Linked DNA regions of Mus musculus: all the other regions are linked to region 2. Evidence: chromatin contacts called from public HiChIP or PLAC-seq data. All regions are on one chromosome and are shown on one strand. The core of a region is the stretch at or near the end of the contact, and the rest is flanking DNA. Distances in the headings are between cores, read along the strand shown.

Region 1 (3,118 bases), core at 230-2,729, 53 kb after region 2:
ACCTCAAGGGTCCCTCTGCCACAGATGCTAGCCTAGGGGCCATGCTAGCCTGCAAAGAGCAGTGAACCCTAGTTTCCAAGTCTGACCTGTCTATGAGACAGGTGTGTGTGTGTGTTGTGAGATGACCTGGCATCACTTAACTTCTTGCTGGGCTCCTTTCCTCCTGCACCTCCCCTCAGATGGTGCTCTCAGCACAGTTAGCCTCACCATTAGCCTACTGGTTTCCTCTGGGCCAAGCCCCTCCCACCTAGAGGCTTCCAGAAACCCTCTCCCTCTTGTGACCTTAATGTGTCCCTGGCCCCCTGGCTTCCTTCCAGCCTTGTCACCCTCAGGGGTTGGTGAGCAGAGGAATGTATGTACGGCTGTGAGACTTGGGTGGGCTGGGAGGAAAGATGCTTCCTACACAGGGAATTTGGCACAGACCACAGAACACAGTCAGCAGCTTAGAATTCCAATAGCTTTTAAAAAAAACAAAACCAACCCCCCAAAAAAACAAAAAGCCTCACAAAACAGCAGACCTCTGTACCCCCCCCCCAGTCTAATGTAACAGGCTAGCCATTAATACAATAGTAAAAGACATTATAACCACAGCACTATCTCAGGTGGCACAGCAGATGGACCCAGTGTGGTGGGTCAGACACTGACCATTGAAAGGGGCCAGGTAGGGGTGTCTTTCAGGGCAGTGACATGTTAGGATAAAACCAAAATAGAAAGCACTGGGCAAAATGGCGGTGGTCGGAGCTTGATTTGAAAATAAAAACCTACAGATGGGCATCCTCAGAACATCACAAACAGGAATGACAGGGCCTTCTCAGAGAGCCTGGGTCAGCACCATGAATCCCTGCCCTTTAACCCAGGCTGTATCTGGGGACACACCCCAGGATGGAACTGGGTCCCTGCCCTCATTTCCAGGGAAGAGACCCCAGTTCCCATATCTGGGAGAACCTTCAAGAGGCACTCTGACCTTGACCTTGCTTCCTCACCCCAATGAAAGGGAACCCCAGAAGCACAGAGGAGAGGTCAGGGTGGCCAGTGGTAAGTCACCACTATGTAAGAACTGCATAGTAGCCATTCCAGTAGACACCCCTTCAGGGAGGCCATGGTCTGAGGCAATGGCAGAGGCCAGCAGGGGACGCACATCCTGAAGTCCCTCCAGCAGATCAGCTCCTTCAGTGATGTGCTGGCTGGACCCAACTGTCTCACCCAGAGCACAACGGGAAGGCTGCAGGATGGTCCCACACATGTAGCCAGTGGCTTTCATACTCAGGGAGCTGGAGTGGTCACACCACACTGGTGGCAGAGAGCAGAGGGGTGCTTGGTGCCTATTTTTCTGAACAATGGCTAAGGGTGGGGCTGGAGGGAGCAGTAGTGACTTTGACAGAATGCTACTAGCAGTCTCAAGAACAATGGGGACAGACCAGGTGCTTGGGGGTGGGGGTGGGGGTGGGAGAGCCATGGTGCTGGTCTGGTTCTAAGAGAGGTGGGGCAGGGCGGGGAGTGCTGTGCGTGTGAGAGCCGGGGCACTGCTGCATTGTGTGCACAGAGCACAAGGCCCTGCAGCGGACAGCTAGGTGCTGTTAGGGTCATGGCTGCAGAGATCTTTCATATGGAGCCAGGACTTCAGGGCGGCGAGAGCTGAGCTCTACATTTTCAACCTAACAAGTGACCCACACAGTAGAGCTCTGTCTCATGAGAAAGGTTGGGGTTCCATCTCTAGGGTCCCAGAAAACTAAAGTCCAAGCTAGCATATGTGTCGTCCATCTGTCAGTCCAAGTCCACAGTGGAACAGGTGATGTGCAAGTCTCAGTAGTTCTTCTGACCTGGTGACAGTGATGCGGTCCCCTTGAGGCACTCTATGCTACTGAACGACAGCCTTGGGAAAAGAGCTGTGGCCAGCAGTTCCCACAGGGCCGGACTGTGCGGCCACGGCATCTCCTGCTCCTTGCTACCCTGTTTTGTTAAAAAATAATCATCTCGCTAGTGTAAACTTGACCCAAATGCACGCTACAAAAACCAAAACAAAACAAAAATCACAGGGGAGAAAGCCTGGATGTGGCAGTCCCCAGAAAGTCAGAAAGTCCAGGCCTCAGGTCCCAGCACGCCTCATACTGGGTGCTGTGTCTGCATGGACCATGGACGGTCACCTTCTGGGACCAAATCGTACCAGTTTTCTTTCACAGCCACTGTGGACACCTGACGTTTGAGGGACAGTGGATTGTGTTAGGCGGCTGGTGGTGCTCACTGGAGCTGTGGGGCTGACAGGCCTGGCCGCTGATCTTCCAAAGGAGAGTTGTCTGGAGCAGGCACAGCGCGGCAGCACCCAGGACACGTGACTAAGTCTCCTGAGGTACCACCTGCATCAACTTCTGGCAGAGCACCGTCACAGAGACTGCGGGGAGAGGGAGGACAGGAGTGAACTCAGGGTGGAGGATCGGGCGTGAGCTCTGCCCGCCTACTCTCACCAGTCCGTTTACCCTTTTGAAATCTCAGGTGATGAGGCTGGACATGGTGAACACACGTCCTACGCCAACTGGAATCAGCCAGAGCTGGGCGCCTCAGATACAACTTTTTCAGGCTCTATGTTGTCAGGCTACCGTGTCTGAGCTAGTTGCCAGTGGTGGGGTTTTTGCCAGTTCGCAGGGCAGCTGGCCACAGAATGCCTGCTAAGACCAGCGAGGGTGGGACCCCAAGTCTACTCCCTGTACCCCCATGACTCTCAATGTTGGCCCACACACTAGTGTGCAAACCCTTGGCTTGCACCACGAAGCCTGAGGCCCAGCATGAATGATTCTCTTGGTTTGTAGGGTGCACATGGCAGGACCTACGATCCCTCATCCCTGTTGTTCCCGCCCTGACTGGTATGGGCAGTGGTGTGCACACTTACAGATAGCCTGCAGAATCCACTTGGGCTTGTTCTTCCACCAGACACCAAAGAAGTAGACAGGCAGCCCGCTGAGGATGATGGCGAAGCCAATGCCACACTCCATGGGTGTCTTCCAGAATGACACGGCAATGAGGAAGAGGCAGGCCAGGATAAAGAACACCGGGAGGGCCAGATTCACCTGGGACACAATGGCGACATGTAGGCCACCAGGATCTCCTGGTGGAGAGTCTCCTC
Region 2 (3,257 bases), core at 408-2,907:
GTGCTAACCTGCGGGCTACCACTCGACAGCCCCTACCTACGTCCCAGCTGTCACCACAGACCTGGACACTAAGGCAACAAGCATGCTGGCCAGCACTGAAACCAAACTTTCCCACACCCACACAGTGCCCACTCCCCTGAGTTTACTAGGGTGTCCAAGTTTGCTTTCTATTGCTGTGATCAAAAGCAACCGGGAAGGAGAGGGTTTATCTCACCTTACAGCTTACATTCCATCCTGAAAGGAAGTTAGAGCAGGAACCCCAGGGGCAGGAGATGAAGCAGAGACCAAGGCGGATAGCTGCTTCTTGGCTAGTTTGCTGTAGCTTGCTCAGCTTTTTTCTTAACGACCCAGTGCCACCTGCCCAGGTATGGGTTAGATCTTCCAATACCAATCACTAATCAAGACAATACCCCCACAGATTTGCCTAGAAGCAGGTTTTTAAAAATGCGTTATTTCATATGTGTAGGCGTCTTGCCAGAATGTGTGCCTGGTGCCCACAAAGGCCAGAGACCTGTGAGCTCCCAGATGGGTCCACAGAATAAAACCTGGATCCTCTGGAAGAGCAACATATGCTCTTAACAGCTGAGCCATCTCTCCAGCTCCACACAGGCCAATCTTATGGAGGTATATTCTCAATTGAGGTTCCCTCTTCCAAGGTTATGAGGAGGGGAGCCCAGGAAGTCCTGTGCCTGGCAGACCACTGAGCTAAACGTGGCCATCAAAGCTGCCTCCATAGTTTCTTGGGTCAGAAAGCCCTAAGACAACAGCAAGCACGGTGCTTGAACTTCCGCACAGATCCACCTGTAGGTCCTGGGATAATCAATGCCTATAAGAATATGAGTGAAGGTCACAACCAAATGTCCTGAAACACCGCAGTTTCAGTGACTTGTCTGGTTACTAAATCCTGCTGATGGTGGCACGCCTTTAATTCCAGCACTCCACTCGGGAGGTAGAAGCAGCGGGAGTTCTCTCAGTTCAAGACCAGCCTGGTCAACAGAGTGACTTCCAGGACAGAGAAACCCTGTCTCGAAAACCAACAGACACAACCCCCAAATTCCTACTCGTGGCTCACTCCCTGAGGCTGCTGGAAGAAAATCTGCTCTCCTTTTAGGGCTGGGGGCTGGGGAGTGGGGACAGGCGCAGGACCGTTACGGCTTTACTCCCGGAACGCAGACCTGGACCAAGCAGGAATCACCCAGCTTCACTTCTCCTCTACTAAGCCCCACCACGTTGCTTTACTCTGCCCACAGAAAGGTAAGCACGCGGAACCGAACAGGACAGATCTGGTCTTCCATGGAAGAGAGGGCGACCGGATAAACGAGGAGTTTCGGGACTGCAAAGGGACCCGAGAGAGGAGAGGCCCGGGGGCACCGGGCTCGGCGCAGGCCCGAAGCCACCCAGGGACACCGGGCGCAACCCCGCCTCCGGGTCTCCCGCCCGCGATCGCACGCCGCTCCGGGCCCCGCTCACCTCCTCCTTCCGCGAGCGCTTGGACACCTTCTTCTCCATCTTGGCGGCCGTCTTCTCCGCGCCGCGGCCCTTCTTCTCCTTCTTTCCCTTCTTGCCCATCGCGCCGATTCGGAAGCGGCGCCCGGGAGACAACCGGAGGCAAATGAATGATGATGTTCTGCCGGGCCGGAAACGAGCGGCGCGCTATAGGAGGCTCACTTCCTGTCCTTTGCTCTGGTGTTCCGTGGAGCAGCCGATCCCACCAGTACTTTGGGTCCGTCTCGGGCCGCGTGAGTAGGGAGCCGCTCCGCTGGCACACCAGCAAGCTGCGTGACTCTAAACGAGACGCGAGCATGTGGGATGCTGACCGCCTCATCCCACAGAGGAATTTCCACGTACTTAGGGATTCCTGACATGAATTAAGGCAGCCCTCTTTCCCTATCCCATGTAAAATGTGCCAGGACCTGTCAGGCCCTCCCGCAGTGCCTTTGCCCTTCTGCTGGCGATGCTTCACTGGACCAGCATGTCCCTCCATTGGGAGACCCGGGCTGGTGATGGGTATCTGTACTCCCGACGGTGCTTGATTTACGGTCTGGCAGATACGTAATAGGAAAATATGCTCCCGGGTTTGACCTAAATGGTACAGTGGAAGAGGGACCCGCGGTTTTGAAAGAGCAGAGTGCATTGCCTAGAGGGTGTCGTCTTTGAGCTGTAATCAAGGAATGGCGCAAAATAAGGACAAGGGCAAGCAAAATACTGGCAAAGGGAACACATAGACGAGGAACTAATCTTCTTTCTCGGTGGGAACGCTGCCAAAGCACAGCCTTTAAAGAAACTGCCTTGGATCGGGCCAACCACTAATCATTGACGCTCTGAGGAGGCGGGAGCTCCCAATTCAGTTCCAGGTTTTTCCATAAACCTAGTTCTTAAGAAGAAAACTTGCTTTTGAGGAAAACAATGGTGTTGTGTGGTTTCTTTCTTTCTTTCTTTTCTTTCTTTTTTTTTTTTTTTTTCCTGAAGAGATACACAGAATCAACTTTTCACCCCAAACAGGACGTCAACAGATAAAAGAAATGTGCTCGCGTTGGCAGCAGATATGCTAACATTGGAATGATACAGGGATTGTTAGCATGGCCCCTGCGAAAGAATAGCACGCAAATGCATGATGCGTTCCATCATTTTTCTTATGTCTTTTTGGAGACAAGGTTTCTCTCTGTAGCTTTGGCTGCCCTGGAACTCACTCTGTAAAGCAGGCTGGCCTCGAACTCACAGAGATCTGCCTGCCTCTGCCTTCCGAGTGATGGGATTAAAGGTGTGTGCCACTGCCCAACTTCATTCCATACTTTTCAAAGATGAAATTGAAATTGTCTTCAGAAAGCTCATCTCAGCTAGAACCTATCTGTAGAGTTATCCCAGGTGTGCATCCCTTAACAGCCCTATCTCACTCCCAAAGGAAAAGCCAATCAGGGGGTATTTTTACCATCCAAAAGCCGCTGTTTGTGTTTGTGGTGGTAGGGTATCAAGGTGGAGTTTGGTGAGGGGAAAGAATCTGATTAAAATATATTTTATACAAACACACACACACACACAAACCAAAAAACAGCTGGGCAGTGATAGCACAGCCTTGAATCCTGGCACTCAGGAAGCAGAGATAGTTGGATCTCTATGAATTCAAGGCCAGCCTGATCTATAAAGAGAGTTTCAGGACAGCCAAGGCCACACAGAGAAAACCCTCTATCATAAAAAAATATAGATAGATAGATAGATACATAGATAGATACATAGATAGATACATAGATAGATACAAG
Region 3 (3,193 bases), core at 485-2,984, 54 kb before region 2:
ACATTCCGCTCGAGGTACTCAGTGAGCAGAACCAGGAAGTTCTGCCAGTCCACGAACGTGACACAGATTCCAAAGTGTGGTGTTAAGTTTAAGGGGAAAAGCCGGGAGTGGTGGTGCACGCCTTTAATCCCAGCACTTGGGAGGCAGAGGCAGACAGATTTCTGAGTTCGAGGCCAACCTGGTCTACAAAGTGAGTTCCAGGACAGCCAGGGCTACACAGAGAAACCCTGTGTCAAAAAACAAAACCAAAAAAAAAAGTTTAAGGGGAAAAAAGCCAGAAGTGAGGTGGACCATGTGATGTGGCTTCTAGATTAGTGTCCCATGTCTGATGTGTGGGAACTGTAGCGCTCTGGCTAGCTGTGATACTGTGATGAAAATGCCCTAGATTTCAGACTTTATTGGGTTTTAGTGTATTTGCACATCCACAGTGAGGTTTCTTGGAGCTGTTCAGGAGGCTGAGGCAGGAGGATTGTGAATTCCACACTGGCTTGGGGTACCTAGTGAGACCCCGCCTCCAGAAGAGAAAGTGATCCTTCGAAGACAGAAGTGAAATGTTCACTTGCATCTCAAGTGTGCCGTCTCGATGGCCCCAGAGTGATCTCACGCATTAGTGTGTCTGCATTGGGGCCTGGACGTGCTTCTTGGCCACTGTGCCAGCCTCCCACTGACCCTTCTCACTGGGCAGGCCCTGTCCTGTGCGCAGGCTCCAGTGTCTGTCTGTGTCCATTGGGCATATTTGTCCGATGGGCACTGCTCCCAGAGGGCACCAGTGACTCAGACAGAGCAGAGATGTGGGATATTTGTTCCCTCGCCACGTGTGCCTGCTTGCAGTGACAGCTTTTTATAAAGCTTCGTTCTTTTATAGCAGATTTTTATTCCCCTTAAAGAGGAACCTTCGAGGAAGGCGAAGGTAGTCCCTTCAGTGGGTCTGGTCGGGGACAGCTGCTGTACTGGCAAGATGGCCTCTGAGTCACTGCAGACCCTAGAGGGGCTGGGAGGTGGCTCTTCGGTCCCTGGGTTCTTATGCTCTGTGCCTCCCCACCCCTATCCCCAGCCTCCCTTACCTCATACAGATGCAGCCAGACCAAGCATCTCCCCTGTTCCCTGGCTCCTTAATGTCCCCAGAAAGACCTAAAACAGTCTGGTGAGATGGCTCAGCAGGTAAGAGCACCAACTGCTCTTCCAAGGGTTCTGAGTTCAAATCCCAGCAACCATATAGTGGCTTTCAACCACCTGTAATGAGATCTGATGCCCTCTTCTGGTGTGTCTGAAGACAGCTACAATGTACTTATTTATAATAATTAATAAATCTTTGGGCCTGAGCCGACGGGGTTGACTGGAGCAAGTGGGGTTGACCAGAGCAAGCAGGGCTACCCAGATCGAGCCTAAGTCCTAAATTCAATTCCCAAGAGCCACATGAAGGCTCACAACCATCTATATAGTTACAGTGTACTCATATACATAAAATAAATAAACCTTTTTTAAAAAGAAAGACTTAAGCTGGGTGTGGTGGCACACGCCTTTAATCCCAGCACTTGGGAGGCAGAGGCAGGAGGATTTCTGAGTTCGAGGCCAGCCTGGTCTACAAAGTGAGTTCCAGGACAGCCAGGGCTACAGAGAAACTCGAAAAAGAAAGAGTTAAAACAACAAAACCAGGAAGGAAGCAGGGTGTCTGTTGCCAGGGGCTGAGGCTGGGCATGTGTGATTGCTTGTGGGACATCAAGAGAAGGCAAAGCTGGACTCTGGCGGAATGGTGCAAGTTCAGCACTTTTGAACTTGCTTGTTGAACCAGACTTGTCAGGGCAAATAGGCCAGAGCTCTGTGGGGCCACTCAGAAGTGAGCCCGCAGAACCTCCACCGTGGAGCAGCGGGCCCTGCTCCAGGCTCCCTTCCCTCAGTGGCCCCTCTCTGTCCCACTCCACAGACCAGGACATGAGTCCTAGAGAGGGAGGCTCTTCCCCAGCAATGGCCAGTGAAAGAGGAGGCCATGTGTTCACCGCAGCCTATCAGGGCTCTACTTATGGTGACGCTGTGGTGGTCCATGGTCAAAATGGCTGTGTGTATGTGCATATATGGAGGGCTGTGTGTGAATACATGTGCATGTGTGAGTGTATACATGTGCTGTGGTCAGGGTGGTTCTCCGGGTGTGCACACTGTGGAGGGCTGTGCTCGGGAGGGCTGTGTGTTAGTATATGCACCGTTTAGTGCTGTGGTCAGGAGGGTTCTCTGTGTGAATGCATATGGCGCAGGGTTAGTGGACCGACTACTTGGGACCAGCGGCTTGGGACACTGTAGCCACCTTACGTTGGAGCTTTTTTTGCTGTGGGTACCTTGGTGACCATGCTCTGAACTGTGCAGGAGCACTTGGTGCCTGTAGACGGGCTCGATAGGACATTTTAGACAGGAAGACCATATTTAAGGCCTGGGAGGGCAGCTTAGCAAGACCCTGTCTAAAAGACAAGTTCAAATGAGCCACCATGCTCCGTGCCTGGCACAGAGTGTGAGAAGAAGGACAGTGCTGTCATCGAGGACACCCAGGAACCTTCCAGGCTCTGTCGGGTGCAGGCAGGTCTAGATCAACCTCTTCTTGTGGTCCCTAGCAGGCAGGTCACAGGAGACATGCCTAACAATTCCCGTGTATGGACCTGTGTAACGTCCATTCCTGAGGGACCATGATTGTAGTGGCTGTGCCTCCTGGGCCCTGTACACAGCCTTGAAATGTCCCCAAAGCTTATATATAGGAGTTACACAGCAGTCTATAGCAGCCTTTGGCAGAGTCGCTATGTAGCTGTTGGGAAGACAGACCCAGCCTGAATCTCCCTAGTTGTGACATAAAAACCATGGTGGCTCCATCGTTCCTGTGTACAATGTCTGATGTCAGGACTACCCAGAATCTCTAATCTTGTCAGGGTAAAAGCCAAGAGGTCACTGGCCTGTCCACGGGGCATGGCAAACTCTGGTCCAGTCTCCAAGGGCTGGTCTGAGTTTCAGATGCTCAAGCCTGTGGGGCTGGTCCCTGGCAGGCACCTGGTTGCAGACAGGGCCTACAGATACCCTGCCTGGGCGTGGTCCCTCCCCAGCAGCCTTCCTGGAGGAGGTGGGGTTGCCTTGACAACTGCAGCCTGGAGAGAGAAACTTGCTGTGAGGTTGGGTACTTCCAGTCATGTCTCCAGGAGGCTGGCTTCCCTTGAGG
Region 4 (3,231 bases), core at 533-3,032, 37 kb before region 2:
ACCCAGCACTCCCGGATGTCCAATGTAACTTGTTTCAGTCAAACAACAGGTTCCTCATGTCTCTGCCTTCTCTACCAGGGTTGTTCCCTCATCCAAACAAATGAATAAGGGATGCCAGCCCGCCTGGCCCCCGTGGCTCCGTCAGTCTCCTTGGGTGCGCCCGCCCGTCTGTCTTACGGACTCCGCCTTGCTTTGCTTGTGTTCTCTGCTACCTTTTGAGCAGATTTCTTTACTACAGTGCACTGGATTGCTATATTTTTAACCAGAAATAAACTACAGATTAGAGCATGTTCCAGCGACGCTCAGCTTTCTTGTTTCCGTTATCCACGCTGTTCCCTGTCCACCGCCTGTCCCTCCTCCTGGAGCTGGTTTGGATCCGGGGAGGTTGAAGGGAGAGTGAGGTTCAGCAGGTGACCCGATGCATTTCTGGTTTCTAAGGGGTTCCATCTTTTTTGTACAGCGTACTTTTCCCTTCACCTTTTTTTAATATCAAGTGGTTGCTGCAGATCTGGCGTGAACCAAATAAAGATTCCTGCTCTTTGCAGCCATGAGAGCCGTCCATACTGGGCTATGTGAATTGTATTTGTCTGCAGACGCGAGGGGCTCAGTGTGCATCCCAGAAGCTCCTTGCCCATCAGGGTACCTACTCACATCACCTGACACACTCACACAGCACAGCCCAAGTGTGCTTAAGGGGCATTGGCAGGGGACAGCGCCCACCCACTCACTTGCTATGAGTGATCTTACCATAGCCCAGAGTCTACAGCCTGGCATCCCGACCTGGCTGTAGTGTGCGGTAGAGTTGGTTCCAGGCAGGTGATGGAGACTAAGCACACTGGATCCTGAAGGATCCAACAGGCTGGCAGGCAGGGAAGGGGACACCTTGCTGCAGCCTGTGGCTACCGTTCTCCTGCCCCTGCAGAGCCTGCAGCATGCTGAGCAAGATGAGGATGGTAGCTGGCGGGGACAGGACAGTGTCACTCTGGCTCCTGGGCACACCACGTGTCATGAGTTTTAACTGAGATCCAGCCTAGCCTCAGAAGACACACTTTTTTCCAGGGTGAAGGGAAATCGTTCCTGACACCCAAGGCCCTTGGTGCCTGCAACATGGCTGTACAGCTGTTGAGCACTGAGTCCTGCACGTTGCAGACTCACTCTTGCACATATGGAGGGAGTCCCAAAGTCTCACACACACACACACACACACACACACACACACACCAGGCAGCAGCACAGAGCATCGGCTGACTGGTCATGATGGTGGTGGTGGTGGTCAGAAATTCCACAGCTACCACAACGCACGGGCCATGCACAGGATCTCAGGCAGCACGGACAGACTGTTTTCTATGACATCCTGACAGACACCTGAAAAAGGCTCCTCCACATCCACACTTATCCCAGGAACCACAGCCCATGGTCACTAGTGGCCAGGTTGGTACCCAGGGCAAGCAGAGGACAGCCACGTATCCCACTTCCAGAGTGTTCTTGCTCACTGGACAAACAGGTCCAGCTTAGACACCCTCAGGGAGACTGAAGACACTGCTGGGAGCCCAGAATGCTCAGATGCCCAGTGATGAACAGGAGACAAGAGATAGTTTGAGTTCGTGGTTACCCTCCAGAGATCTTCGAGGCAGTAACCCCTGCACAGACATCAGACACATCCTACCTTACATCTGTACAGCCCTGCTCCAAAGGCCGTGTGGCTGCTTATTCCATCCCCTCTGTGACGTTCTGTAAGAGAGGATGTGGGATGTTACATTCTCTTCCTGTTTAAGCTTAGCTTTACTGGCTCCTCCTGCTCGTGTCTTCCTCTAGAGAAGTCTCTGGCTGCGAAGCTGAGCACAAGTTCCTATTCCAGCATGTTTCCACATCGCGCAGTCAGCTGACAGCCACCCAGGCCACTTCCTGACACCCAACAGCCCTGTGCCACCACTTCACCACTACAGTGGGTGAGCATCCAGAAGGGGTTGTGAGCCCTTAGCTCTGCTGTCTCGCTAAGGTCCAGCTGCAGGCCAAACACACATCAGGACAACCAAGTGTCCCTGAATGCCAAGATTCATCTGTCCTATGCACCCTGCTGGCCTTGAAAGAAGAAAACATATAGCTGGCTTTGTTCAAACAGCTAAGCTGCATTCCAGTATGAATACTGGGAACATGGCCGCATGGCCCAAGCCTTCCCCTTCTGAGGAGCTAGACAAGGCCTGCCTGGCAGCATGTGTGTGAACAAGGGCGGCGGCAGAGTCCTCATGTGGAGGGCTGAGTGCTCTCCAGACTACAGTACATGCCACTCCCGGAGGCTGCTTTCTTATGCCTCCCCTAATATGGCCAGGGCCCAAGTGCATCCTGGGAGTCTGCTGTCTTAGCTCCTTCCCAAACCTCAGACTCACCATGACTACATAAGGGGGGAGGGGGTGCACTCCACAGAAGGTGGGCTGTGGGGGTGAGGACACAGGCCAAGTGTTTCCAAGGTTGCTAGAACAGGCAAGGCAGCCAGCCACCTCACAGCTACCTCACTTCTGGGATGGCCTTTTGCCTGTCTGCCCCAGACCACAGGTCAAGGTGCAAACACTTCCCACTCCATCACACAAACTCATCCTGGCCTTTGACCTTCCCCACCCAGCTGCACATAGGTCTCCGGTGGATGTTGGTCCCCCTCCTGTGTTGGCATGCCCGCTAGCATGCTTTCTGTCTGCCTTGAAGACCTTGTCTCAGTTCTGGTAAATGTCAGCCTACTGCCGGAGCTGTCTCTTCAAGGGTGATGTATGAGGCTGCTGAGGGTCCTGTGTCCTTAAGTCACAGCAGCGCCCCATCCCCCGACCCTCACTGCACTGTGCAGACGTGGAGATAAGTTTAAGTAAAGCCGTGGGGTACGGTTCAACCTTTCCCACCGAAGGGGTTCTACTCTCTCCCTCGGCCAACATCCACTCTATGTAGGGGTGTCCCCACCAACTTACCTCCAACAAAAGGCTCTTGCAGGCCATTCTGAGTCCATGAGGCAGATACTACCATACAGCGTGGGTAAGCAGTCACTGGATACAGGCTGAAGACTCAGGGCACAGCGGGTAGCATGACGTGGTGTACAGACAGCCCCATCACAAGGCCCAATGTCTGGCAAGTCCCTGTTGCTCGTTAAGACCCACAGCTTGCGCACTGCCCACTGGGAGCAGCCCTAGCTGCACGAGACCATGCAGCCATAGCCATCAGAACCTACAGCTGAGGATGGGAGCACAG

Evidence for each region. HiChIP or PLAC-seq counts read pairs in DNA pulled down with a chosen protein or histone mark.
Region 1: an H3K27ac HiChIP or PLAC-seq map of embryonic stem cells shows a contact between it and region 2, with 7 read pairs. The contact joins the enhancer-like site here to the promoter of Klhdc4 in region 2. A contact is called at or near these places in 5 of 115 datasets of contacts at active chromatin or transcription factors (bone marrow-derived macrophages, embryonic stem cells, microglia and 1 more) and 3 of 9 other capture datasets (adipose tissue, liver and pancreatic islet).
Region 3: a contact with region 2 is called in an H3K27ac HiChIP or PLAC-seq map of microglia, with 4 times the contacts expected there. The contact joins the enhancer-like site here to the promoter of Klhdc4 in region 2. A contact is called at or near these places in 1 of 484 Hi-C or Micro-C datasets (cranial neural crest), 9 of 115 datasets of contacts at active chromatin or transcription factors (the 230-238 cell line, the SCID.adh cell line, bone marrow-derived macrophages and 4 more) and 2 of 9 other capture datasets (adipose tissue and pancreatic islet).
Region 4: an H3K4me3 HiChIP or PLAC-seq map of bone marrow-derived macrophages shows a contact between it and region 2, with 2.8 times the contacts expected there. The contact joins the enhancer-like site here to the promoter of Klhdc4 in region 2. A contact is called at or near these places in 4 of 484 Hi-C or Micro-C datasets (bone marrow-derived macrophages, cranial neural crest, erythroblasts and 1 more), 6 of 115 datasets of contacts at active chromatin or transcription factors (the 230-238 cell line, the SCID.adh cell line, bone marrow-derived macrophages and 2 more) and 3 of 9 other capture datasets (adipose tissue, liver and pancreatic islet).

What each region holds. Positions count from the first base shown.
Region 1 is chr8:121,880,707-121,883,824 of GRCm38.p6, forward strand. Slc7a5 (solute carrier family 7 (cationic amino acid transporter, y+ system), member 5) reads right to left here. Exons shown (of 10, transcript NM_011404.3): 9 at 2,885-3,062; 10 at 440-2,389. The coding sequence ends at 2,334. Among named protein-coding and RNA genes, the nearest start is that of Slc7a5, 25 kb to the right of the region's middle. Within about 2 kb of position 1,480, at least 13 of the 459 cell types and tissues checked have an H3K27ac peak or open chromatin away from gene starts, as enhancers often do. A contact at or near this core is called in embryonic stem cells, where this site is marked.
Region 2 is chr8:121,827,912-121,831,168 of GRCm38.p6, forward strand. Klhdc4 (kelch domain containing 4) reads right to left here and starts at 1,658. Exons shown (of 12, transcript NM_145605.2): 1 at 1,471-1,658. The coding sequence starts at 1,569. It overlaps Gm24283 (a small nuclear RNA gene), which reads left to right and starts at 2,525; the gene lies at 2,525-2,631.
Region 3 is chr8:121,773,342-121,776,534 of GRCm38.p6, forward strand. The region is part of intron 2 of Jph3 (junctophilin 3); the gene reads left to right. Among named protein-coding and RNA genes, the nearest start is that of Jph3, 44 kb to the left of the region's middle. Within about 2 kb of position 1,735, at least 5 of the 459 cell types and tissues checked have an H3K27ac peak or open chromatin away from gene starts, as enhancers often do. A contact at or near this core is called in microglia, where this site is marked.
Region 4 is chr8:121,790,524-121,793,754 of GRCm38.p6, forward strand. It overlaps Jph3 (junctophilin 3), which reads left to right. Exons shown (of 5, transcript NM_020605.3): 5 at 1-560. Among named protein-coding and RNA genes, the nearest start is that of Klhdc4, 37 kb to the right of the region's middle. Within about 2 kb of position 1,783, at least 104 of the 459 cell types and tissues checked have an H3K27ac peak or open chromatin away from gene starts, as enhancers often do. A contact at or near this core is called in adipose tissue, bone marrow-derived macrophages, erythroblasts and 2 more, where this site is marked.